Regions from separate parts of the Rattus norvegicus genome. Here region 1 is linked to region 2. Evidence: chromatin contacts called from public Hi-C data. All regions are on one chromosome and are shown on one strand. Each heading gives the region's core, a stretch centred on a gene start, on an enhancer-like site or on the middle of the called end of the contact. The rest is flanking DNA. Distances are from core to core; before and after follow the strand shown. Region 1 overlaps C3h9orf50 (similar to human chromosome 9 open reading frame 50). Region 2 has its middle 140 kb from the start of Ier5l.

What was found. A called contact is a pair of places that touch in the nucleus more often than the background predicts.
Region 1: a contact with region 2 is called in a Hi-C map of liver, with 4 times the contacts expected there. The contact joins two enhancer-like sites. A contact is called at or near these places in 6 of 12 Hi-C or Micro-C datasets (Schwann cells, kidney, liver and 1 more).

What each region holds. Positions count from the first base shown.
Region 1 is chr3:34,474,746-34,479,388 of GRCr8, reverse strand. It overlaps C3h9orf50 (similar to human chromosome 9 open reading frame 50), which reads left to right. Exons shown (of 6, transcript NM_001100979.1): 4 at 1-51; 5 at 167-341; 6 at 651-864. The coding sequence ends at 758. Among named protein-coding and RNA genes, the nearest start is that of C3h9orf50, 7.7 kb to the left of the region's middle. Within about 2 kb of position 1,793, at least 35 of the 93 cell types and tissues checked have an H3K27ac peak or open chromatin away from gene starts, as enhancers often do. A contact at or near this core is called in Schwann cells and liver, where this site is marked.
Region 2 is chr3:34,276,594-34,281,339 of GRCr8, reverse strand. No RefSeq gene overlaps it. Among named protein-coding and RNA genes, the nearest start is that of Ier5l, 140 kb to the right of the region's middle. Within about 2 kb of position 1,314, at least 39 of the 93 cell types and tissues checked have an H3K27ac peak or open chromatin away from gene starts, as enhancers often do. A contact at or near this core is called in Schwann cells and liver, where this site is marked.

The DNA of each region.
Region 1 (4,643 bases), core at 544-3,043, 200 kb before region 2:
CAGGGTCCAAGACACCGCGGCTAGCTCCTCATGCTGGAACTGCCCCCGCGAGTGAGGCTCTGGGTAGAGAAAGCAGGAGGGTTGTGGTCTAGGTCCTCCGGGGACGAAGTGCAGATGGGCCTGGAACTCAGGGTCGAAAAGCTATAGGCTCCTCTCCCCTCACCAGGTCAGCTCAGGAACCACAGCTCTACCTTTCTGAGGATGCCACCGTGAGCAGCCGCCTACCCTTCATCTCCAGGGCCACCGCCCCAAGGCCAAGGGGAGGCCTAAGAACCTTCCTGGACACCCCTAACAATCCGGAGCAGGTGGGCAAATCGCCCTGTCCCGGGAGCCAGAAGCTGGTGAGCAGCCCAGGGCAGCTGGCCAGCAGAAGCACCAGCCCTCAGTGACTCTGCAGGGGAGCCTCTCTGTTGGATTTGTGTGGCCTGGCCTCCCTCGGTGTGGAGCGGAGGGGGAGGAAGTCCTTGAGCCTGGCTAGTGAGTGGGTGGGCTGTGCTTCAGTCTAGACCAACTGCAGGGAGGGACCACCTGCCGCCACGCCCCACCCCCGGGCCCCGGGGACCTGTCTCCTCCCACCTGGGCTCCCAGGGAACCTGTCTGCTCCCCGTCTCCTCCCTGGGCTCCCCTCAGCAGTGCCTTGCTCCCTCTAGGAATCCTTTCTGCCCAGTTTGGTGCTGCAGACCGTTCTAAAGCAAGGCCGCCCTAAGGGCTACCAGCTCCTTCTGCCGACCACAAACCGGCAGCAGGCTCACAGGTGAATGCCTGCCAGAGGCCCCCCTGCTCAGAAGTGTACCCATGCCAGGCAATGAGGAGAGTGCTTCTTCGCCCCACAAATAAACACACCTCCCAGGTGGCTGGGATGGATCACTAGGTCCTCCAGTATGAGCCATTCTGGGTGCCTGATTGGGGACCACTTGGATTCCTGGGTGGGGGAGATTAGGGCGGATTCACAGCTGGGATGAGGCTGGTGATATGGGGGGGGACAGGGCACCCGAGGGGCTCAGCTTGTCCTAAGGGATGCTTTCCCAAGGGGTGGGGGGCACTCACTACACAACCTCAAACCTAAATCAACCCATACCTGAAGCAGACCCCCAGCCATGACCTCAGCCTAGGAGAGTGGATAAACAACTTGTCTTTAGCGCCAGAGGCTTCTCTGCCCAACTTTTAGTAGAGGGTATGGGTATCTAGACCCCAGCCCAGGAAAAAGAGGCCTGTGTATGGGTAATTCTTAGTCCTTTTAGCCTGATGCAGTTCAGATCCACATGGGGAAGTGGCCTGAGTCAAGGTGGCAGGCGCCTCCTAGCATTTATCTGCTGCACTAACCTAGACACTGACATACACCCAAGTGCCCCATCACTCCATGTCCCAACCCCTGGGGGAAGCCTGGGAGCCAGCCCTCCCTCTTTGGAGTTTCACCTTGTTCTTGCGCTCTGGCCAGGTCTTTATCGCCACCTGCTGGCCCTTGAAGAAACGGCTCGGACTCGGCGCGGAGTGGAGTCTAACTGGGAGGACCGAATGCTGGGGGTTTGGGCTGGACTGGGCCGGTCATCTTAGGGACCAGATGGGCTGGGGATGATGAAGGGCTGAAGAAAGGTAGATCCGGACCCGGTATGCGACGCGATGCGTCAACGTCATCTGCGCTGGGCTGGAGCGGGCCTCGGTCCCTTTCTGGGCTTTCAGGCTGAGACCCAGGACGTGGAATTCTGGAGTGCTGCGCACCGCGGGTGCGGGTTCTGCCTCTGTTTCCCCGGCCGCCTGCAGCGCCGCGCCGCACCGCGCGGGGGCAGTGTTGGCCTGGCTTTGCGCCGCGAAACTTCAGCTCTAGTCCGGTGTTGAAAACTTTCCCTTAGGCAGTGCTCGCTGTGATCCCTGAATCCTGGGTTCTGCGCTCCCCACTGTGGGGAACTCGGCCTCCAGTCTGCAACCGGGAGACCTGACCTTCACGGAGAGGCTGGTAACGCACAGAACAGACCCATGCAAGGAAAAAATCTTGGAGGTCGAAGTAGGACACACCACAGAGACCCCACACACAGAGGACAGCACATACTCACCACCACCTGGAGACCCCACACACAGGGAGAACACACAGACAGGCACACCATACGACACCAATAGAGACCCCACACACGTAGAAAACCATACCACAGATGTTCACAGCAGACACAGTCCAGGTACATAACACACACTGTATATACAACATGTACAGATACCACACATGGAGAAGCACACACCACACACACACACACACACACACACACACACACACACACAACTGATACACATGGACACAGGCACACATGTAACAACACATCATACACATGGAAAAACAGACACAAAGAGGTACTCGCACACATACCACATAAACACAGATACACACAGCACATGATACATGGGACCATACACATGGCACACAGACGTCCTCCCACACGGGGAAGCCAGGCATACTTACCCCAGAAAGAATGCACACACAGCCCATTCCACACACAGAGGTAACACACTTCAGAGCTTGTGTTGCACACTGAAGTATGTACCATGGACCTCTGGAGGACCAGGGTCCTAGAGGACTTCAGAAGTGTCATCAGCCTACACCCACAACATGGCAGTTCGTGTGGTGCCTGAACTTAGGTGACCAAGAAGGGGCTGGGAATGCTGAAACTGGGAAAAGACCCCTTTCAAACAACCTAGGTCTTTCCTCAGAGTGATTCCATTCTCCTTCCCAGAGCCTGTACTGAACCTTTTTGTCTGGATGGTTGAGCAGGGCCTCACTGTGGACCTGGTCTGTGATCACTCTGTGATCACTCCAGGCTGGCCTGGAACTCAGAGATCTGCCCGCCTTTGCCCACCTCAGTGTTAGGATTAAAGTGTGTGCCACCATGCCTGCCATGCCTCGTGGGGCCTTTAAAGGTGGCCCCCAGGCACAGGGGAGCTGGGGGAAAATCCTAGCTTTGGGTCCCTTTCCAGTAGCATAGTGGGTGTGGTAGCCGTGTACCATGTGCTTTAGGGCTGGTCTGTTCCTCTCCCGGGTGAGGCCTTCCCAACTCTCTCATCTCCCTGATCACCACCACAGACTATATCTCTTGGGCCAAGTCAAGTAGGGCATGGGAACTAGGCTCGTTGACAGATGCAGGGTGTCCCCACTCTGACAGGAAGCCCTGCCCCTTTCTCTGGAATGTTCTCTGCCTTGTGAGTCTTTGTACCCTGGTGGTGACTCATTAGCCCTAGAAGTGAGGGCTGCTGCTTACACTGCCATGTGTGAGGAGCTGGGTCTGGTCCCCACAGTGTGGGCAGGAGAGATGGCTCAGTGGTTAAGAGCACTTGCTGCTCTCTCAGAGGTCCTGGGTTTGGTTTCCAGCACCCACATCAGTTCACAACTGCCTGTACCTTCTCTTCTGGACTCTGCAGTAACTTCACTCACGTTCATTCACATGCGTGCATGCTCACGGGCACATTTGCATGTGCACACACAAACACAATTTTAAAAAAAAATTTTTTTTTTTCCCTGACGGTGTCACATTATGTAGCTCTGGTTGTCCTGGAACTCACTCTACAGACCAGGCTGACTTTGAACTTAGAGATCCTCTTGCCTCCGCCTCCCGAGTGCTGAGAGATTGAAGGTGTGCGCAGCTGTGCTTGGCTTTAAAAATAAGCCCTGGAGGGGTTGGGGATTTGGCTCAGTGGCAGAGCGCTTGCCTAGGAAGCGCAAGGCCCTGGGTTCGGTCCCCAGCTCCGAAAAAAAAACCAAAAAAAAAAAAAAAAAAAAAAAAAAAGCCCTCGAAAGAGGGAGAGTGAGACAGCTGGAATTCGTGGCACATGGGTTTAATCCCAGCACTTGAGAGGTAGAGGCAGGAGGATCTCAGAGTTCGAAACCAGCTTGGTAGTCTGCGAAGTTCTAGGTAACCAGAGCACCCCAAGACCAGAGAGACAAAGACTGAGCCATACTCAGTTTCCTGCAGCCACCAGGCCTCATTTGTACACTGGGTTTCTTAGAAACCACGCTCAGGAGAGCCCGTTCTGGGAAGCTGAGGACCAGAGAAATCTGACCCATTTTCAGCTCAGTTACACAGTGTGGCTCCCACTGGAGGCTGACCTAGTGGGGTAGCCCTCTGTAGCCCGCCAAACCTTCCCCCTCCCCCACGACACTGAAGCTCCAGTAGGGGAGGGGACTTGGCAGACTAACCTGAAAAGCAGGGACTGGTGGTATCAAGAAGGTTCCCTGGTGGCCAGACAGGACCCTCACAGGCAGTTGGCAAGTCCAGGCAGGCCTGAGAAGGGGCTTTCCAGTGAAACCAGCCCTACCAGTACTCCAGGGACGCCGGCTGCCGTTCTACTGTTTAGGAGGACTAAGGTCCTGTGTCCCCCACATTCTCAGTTGGATTTGCTGATGTGAGTGGGGCCTCTGAGTGCTGGTGAGGTCCCTGCCCAGCAAGTGTCCCATGGGAGAGGCTGCCGGCCTCCACTACCTAGTGTGTCCGTAAGGAAGATGAGTGACCTCGGTCTGGAGAGATGGCTCATTGGTTAAAACACTGGCTGTTCTTATAAAGACCAAGAGATTGGTCCCCAGTGCCCACATGGTGGCTCACAGCTGCCTGTAACTCTAGTTACATCCAGGCCATTAGATGTCTTTTTCCTGGCCCTCATGGCCA
Region 2 (4,746 bases), core at 65-2,564:
TCTGTCAGTCTGTCCGCTGGGCTTTCCCAGCCACAGGGAAGCAGGGGCAGTGAAGGGAGCCCTGTGCATCCTGCTGTATGCCCTCTGCCGGGAGGATCTGAATCTGTGAGGGCTGGGAGTGCTCGCCCCATTTTTGTGACAGGGGTGGTGGTGGTGTGCTGAGTCACAAGCCCAAAGGCTACCCAAGCACTGTGGTCTCTGCAGGGTCCCCTCAAGCTGTGTGACCTTAGGAGAGTCATCAACCTTTCTGATTTCTGAGCAAGTAGTGTAATATGCCTCCCCTGCAGTGCGATGTTTGATTAGCGTGGACCAGGCTTATACGACACAAGCACTCAACTGGAGTCTGGTGCCTCGGGCTTTGAATCCAGCTCTAGGAAGGCAGAGGCAGGAGGATCTCTAGTCTACAGAGTGAGGGCCAAGTAAAAACTGACCGCAGAAGAAATGTAAGAGGGGCCTCTGCGCAAAGCATTCCTTTTGTCCCATAGTCAAGCCTCTCATCCCCACCTCTTGACCTACACACGGCTCTGACTCTCAGGGGAACTTCCAGTTCCACACTAGAGGGCACGTGACCCAAAAGTCACGTGTCAGCTGCGCACTTCTGCAGGGATGAGGGCACCGGAGCAGACAAACCCCTTCCCCGCACCACCAATCCCCAGAAGAGGAAAGGAGTCTAGCATTTTCTGGCAGTGGAGCCCACTGTGTAGATAAGAAAAATCAGGCAGTCTGGGCTGGAGGTTCTAAAGCTGATGACCCTCAAGGTAGTGGAGGTGGAGTTGGGCTGTTGGCAGAGGGCACAGGGGTTAGCCCCTTCCCCAAGTGTAGGAGGACTCTCACCGGAAGTGCCATGCCCCTGGGAGGAAGAAATGAGCCTGAGGCCCATTGGCCTACGGGTGAATATTTGGTACCTAACAAGATCTTGGCTACAAAGACACACCAGAAGAAGGGAGGGAAGGAAAAACAGAAGCTTCCCAAGTTAGCCCAACTGGCCTCCCTTGCTTCTCCTCACTGTCCCAGAGGCAAGGACCTGGGTGGTCGGCGATCTGCACACCTGCCAGGCCGAGCCAGGGAAAGAGGCTGGGATGGTTGGCTCAGCGGGAGCCTCCTGCTCCGGCGACCCTGGGGCGGTGCTGAGATTATTCGGTGGAGTTTCTGAGCATCCTGGCCGGGAACAGTGACCTCTGCACGCCTGCGTGGGTTGCAGCCCGGAGCCAAGAGAACCAACAAGGCCCCGCCCACGGCTGTGGCCCTGCAACACCTAGGCTGGGTTGGGCTTATTCTGCCGGGGTGGCCTTCTCCGCCTCCCTAGAAGCCCAAACTCTCGAGCCTCCAAAGCCTGAACCACTTCAGGCAGTGAGGAGAGCTGGTGGGGGGATGGGAGGGAGGGAGGTCGAAGTTACTGGAACCCTGGGGCTATTGCTCAACCTGGGGGAGCCCAGCCGTAGGGCCTATCGGCCCCCACTCGATTGCCCCCACACACACTCCGGTCCTCCCTCCCTCCCGGCCCCGCATAACAAACATTCCTCTCCAACCAACCCCTGCAGCAGCAGCCTGGGAAGGGGGAACTACCGCAGACAGCAGGCGGCCGCCAGAAACGCTTAACCCCTTCGCTCCCAGCCGCTGGAGCCCACGGCCCGGGGAGGGAAGTCATGGCTGCCAGAGATCTTCCCAGACTCTGGTGACCCGGTCAGGTGACTGACCTGGATCAACAAGTCGTCAATCTGTATGCCAGAAACTCACTCAGAAGTTTCCAGAGCTGGTTCTGGAGGGTAGAGTAGAGTTGATCCAGGGACCCACCGCACTTCCCCAGTTAGAATGCTCTGCCTGAGCTGGCGGAAGTGGCTCCCACTAAGTAGGAGGGCTTCCAAGTCTCCAGAGGTGATCACTTTAGGGAGTTTGGGGCAGAATAAGACTGACATTTTCTGTGGTGATTCCCTCAGGTGGAGAGCAGACCCTTCACTCCCCACCCCCACCCTTTACCTTAGGAATTGAAGGCCAGAGAACCACATGGCCAAGTTTCTCCCATAAAGAATAACTCAGGGGTTGGGGATTTAGCACAGTGGTAGAGCGCTTGCTAGAGCGCAAGGCCCTGGGTTCGGTCCCCAGCTCCGGAAAAAAAGAAAAAAAAAAAAAAACTCAGCCGCCCCCCCCCCCCGCCTCCCCCAAAGGCTCAGCCGGCAAAGTCTTTGCCACACCCGAGGGCCAGAGTTGGCTCTGAATCCCTACCACCAACATCAGAGACCCAGGCCTGGTAGCATTCGACTGTAATGCCAGTGTCCGCGGGTTCCCTGGCCCACCAGTTGAGCCTAATTGTCGCTCTTCAGGACCCAGGGCTCTCCTGTCTCAAAGGAGGTAGACAGGGCCTGAAGACCAGGCTAGCCTCAGCTTCCTTGTGTGTGCATGAAGGCAAAACAACAACCTAGTGTGTGGGGGTGGAGGCTGGGGATTCATGATCAAATCAATACGCTTGAGGAGCAACACACCTGAACACACCAAAAGTCGGCCAACAGGACACACTTCACAGGCATCCTGGGGTAGACTCTCCTGTAGCCAGTGCAGTCTGCCTAGCTCCAGACCGGCTGGTCCTTGGGAGAAGTCAGCACATCTGCATACACCTAGATACAGTGTTGAGCTTAGTAAGTGCTGAGAGACTCTGAGGCACACAGCCTCCTGGAGTCTTGAAAGAAACTGAGTTTAAGCCGCTGCCCAGGCCCTTACCCTGATACAGGCTGCTCAGGGAGGAAGCCAGCATTCCTCCAGCGTCTGTGTTGGTAGCCACAGGAACATGGAACCCACCCCATTTCCACCCCTACCTCCACTGTGTGCCAGTTAGTTTGTGGCTTCTCTACCTGTCTGTCTCGTTAGAGAAACAGTCAGAGCTCAGAAAACCAGAAGCCACTTAGAAAGGACAATTAACCTATGCAGTGCGCTCTCTCTCTCTCTCTCTCTCTCTCTCTCTCTCTCTCTCTCTCTCTGTGTGTGTGTGTGTGTGTGTGTCCTTCACTCACTAAGGCATGAAGGAAATAGCTGGAGAAAAGCGGGAGAAAGCTTCAGATTACACATGATGGTCTCAGACTCAGTACAGAACTGACGGCCTTGAACCCTCCTGCCGCAGTACCGGCCCCTGAGTACCGGGAGGGACAGCCACCTCTGGTTTATGCAGTGCTGGAAAACCAAACCCAGGGCTTTGTCTGTGTTAGTGGACCACTCTAGCAACCAAGCCACGCTCCCAGCTTTTAGACTCCTTCTCTTTGATGAAGTAGTACTCAGCATGTCCACACACCACAGACCATACAGAGAGCTTCACCGATGGGCCAGGAAGAGGCGGTCTTTGACCCCACCTCATACACACGCATGAGGTCTCCGGGTCCCCCTGGCTAGGCCAAACTCTCCAGGACAGGTTGAGAAACAAGAGGCAATTTCAATCTGTGGTTCTGCGCGTGCGGAAACGGAAGTCCAAAGAGACTACAATACTTGCCTAGAGTCACACAGCTCCCAAGGGCTCCCACACAGGCTTGACACAAACCAGGTGCCTTTGGCCCTTCCCTCCAGTTCTGTCTGCTTCCCTGTCATCCTTCAGCCCAAGACAGGCTACAGGACCCAGCATGTGTAGCCAGTCTCCTTCCTAATCTGTTTGATAGGACAGCAATCTTGGGCCACAGTGAAGTCTGTATGTGGAATCTTCTGGGGGAAATGCCCAGCCCCGAATCGTGCTGCCCAGACTGGCAGGCAGAAGCTGGCAGACCCCATGCCCGCACAGCCCTAGCACAAGAGGAGGCTGAGTTCTTCCTCATGGACTGATGATCCCTTCTAGTCAATAGGACTTCTGTGTAGACTTCCTCAAACTTGGAATGTCACCAAATTGGTAACCATTATAGGCTTTGTCCTGGTGAAGCAATCCTGAGTCCTCCAGCTGGGTCCAGACTCTGCCTTTGAATGACAGTCACAACGGGGCAGGAGGAGAACACCAGTATCGCCCATTTTATAGATGGTAAACTGAGGACATGAATTCACGAGCTACACAGTTAATCATCAGCAAGGCTTAGCCTAAGATACAGCTGTGGTGGGAACCTGGAGACACACTCACTTACCACTAGGCTTCTCAGCCAGGGGCCCACACCACCCTTGCCTGTGTGGCCTTTTGTCACAGTCAACCAGACTCTGGCTTGTCCACATGTGCCTCAACTCCTCACCCTGTCTATGCATTTAACCTTCTCCTCCTCTACCCCGCCCCCATTTTTGAGACAGGGTTTCTCTGTGTAGCCCTGGCTGTCCTGAAACTCATTCTGTAGATCAGGCTGGCTTCAAATTCAGAGATCTGCCTGCCTCTGCTTCCTGAGTGCTGGAATTAAAGGTGCGGGCCACCACCACCCTGTCCAATCAATATTTTATCTTATCTATATTATTTATCATTTGATTGGGTCCTTCCCAACTCCCTCTGCTGCAGTCCTTTCTCAAGCTTCTAACATGACTATAGCTGTGAACACACACACACACACACACACACACACGCATGCACGCATGCACATACACATATGCACACACAGTCTTGCCTCGTGCACTGTTTACAGATGAATGGTCTAGCCTGGGAATGTGGGTGGAACAGGCTGCTTCGGGGGGTGAGGATAGCCTGGTGTCATGGCATCCATGACTTGGTAGAGTACAGAGGGAGGGGTGAGGCTGTGAGATCATTACTGCTGCCATTCACTTGAGCTCGGCTGACAAACTCCTGGTTCTTCCATGCCCTTC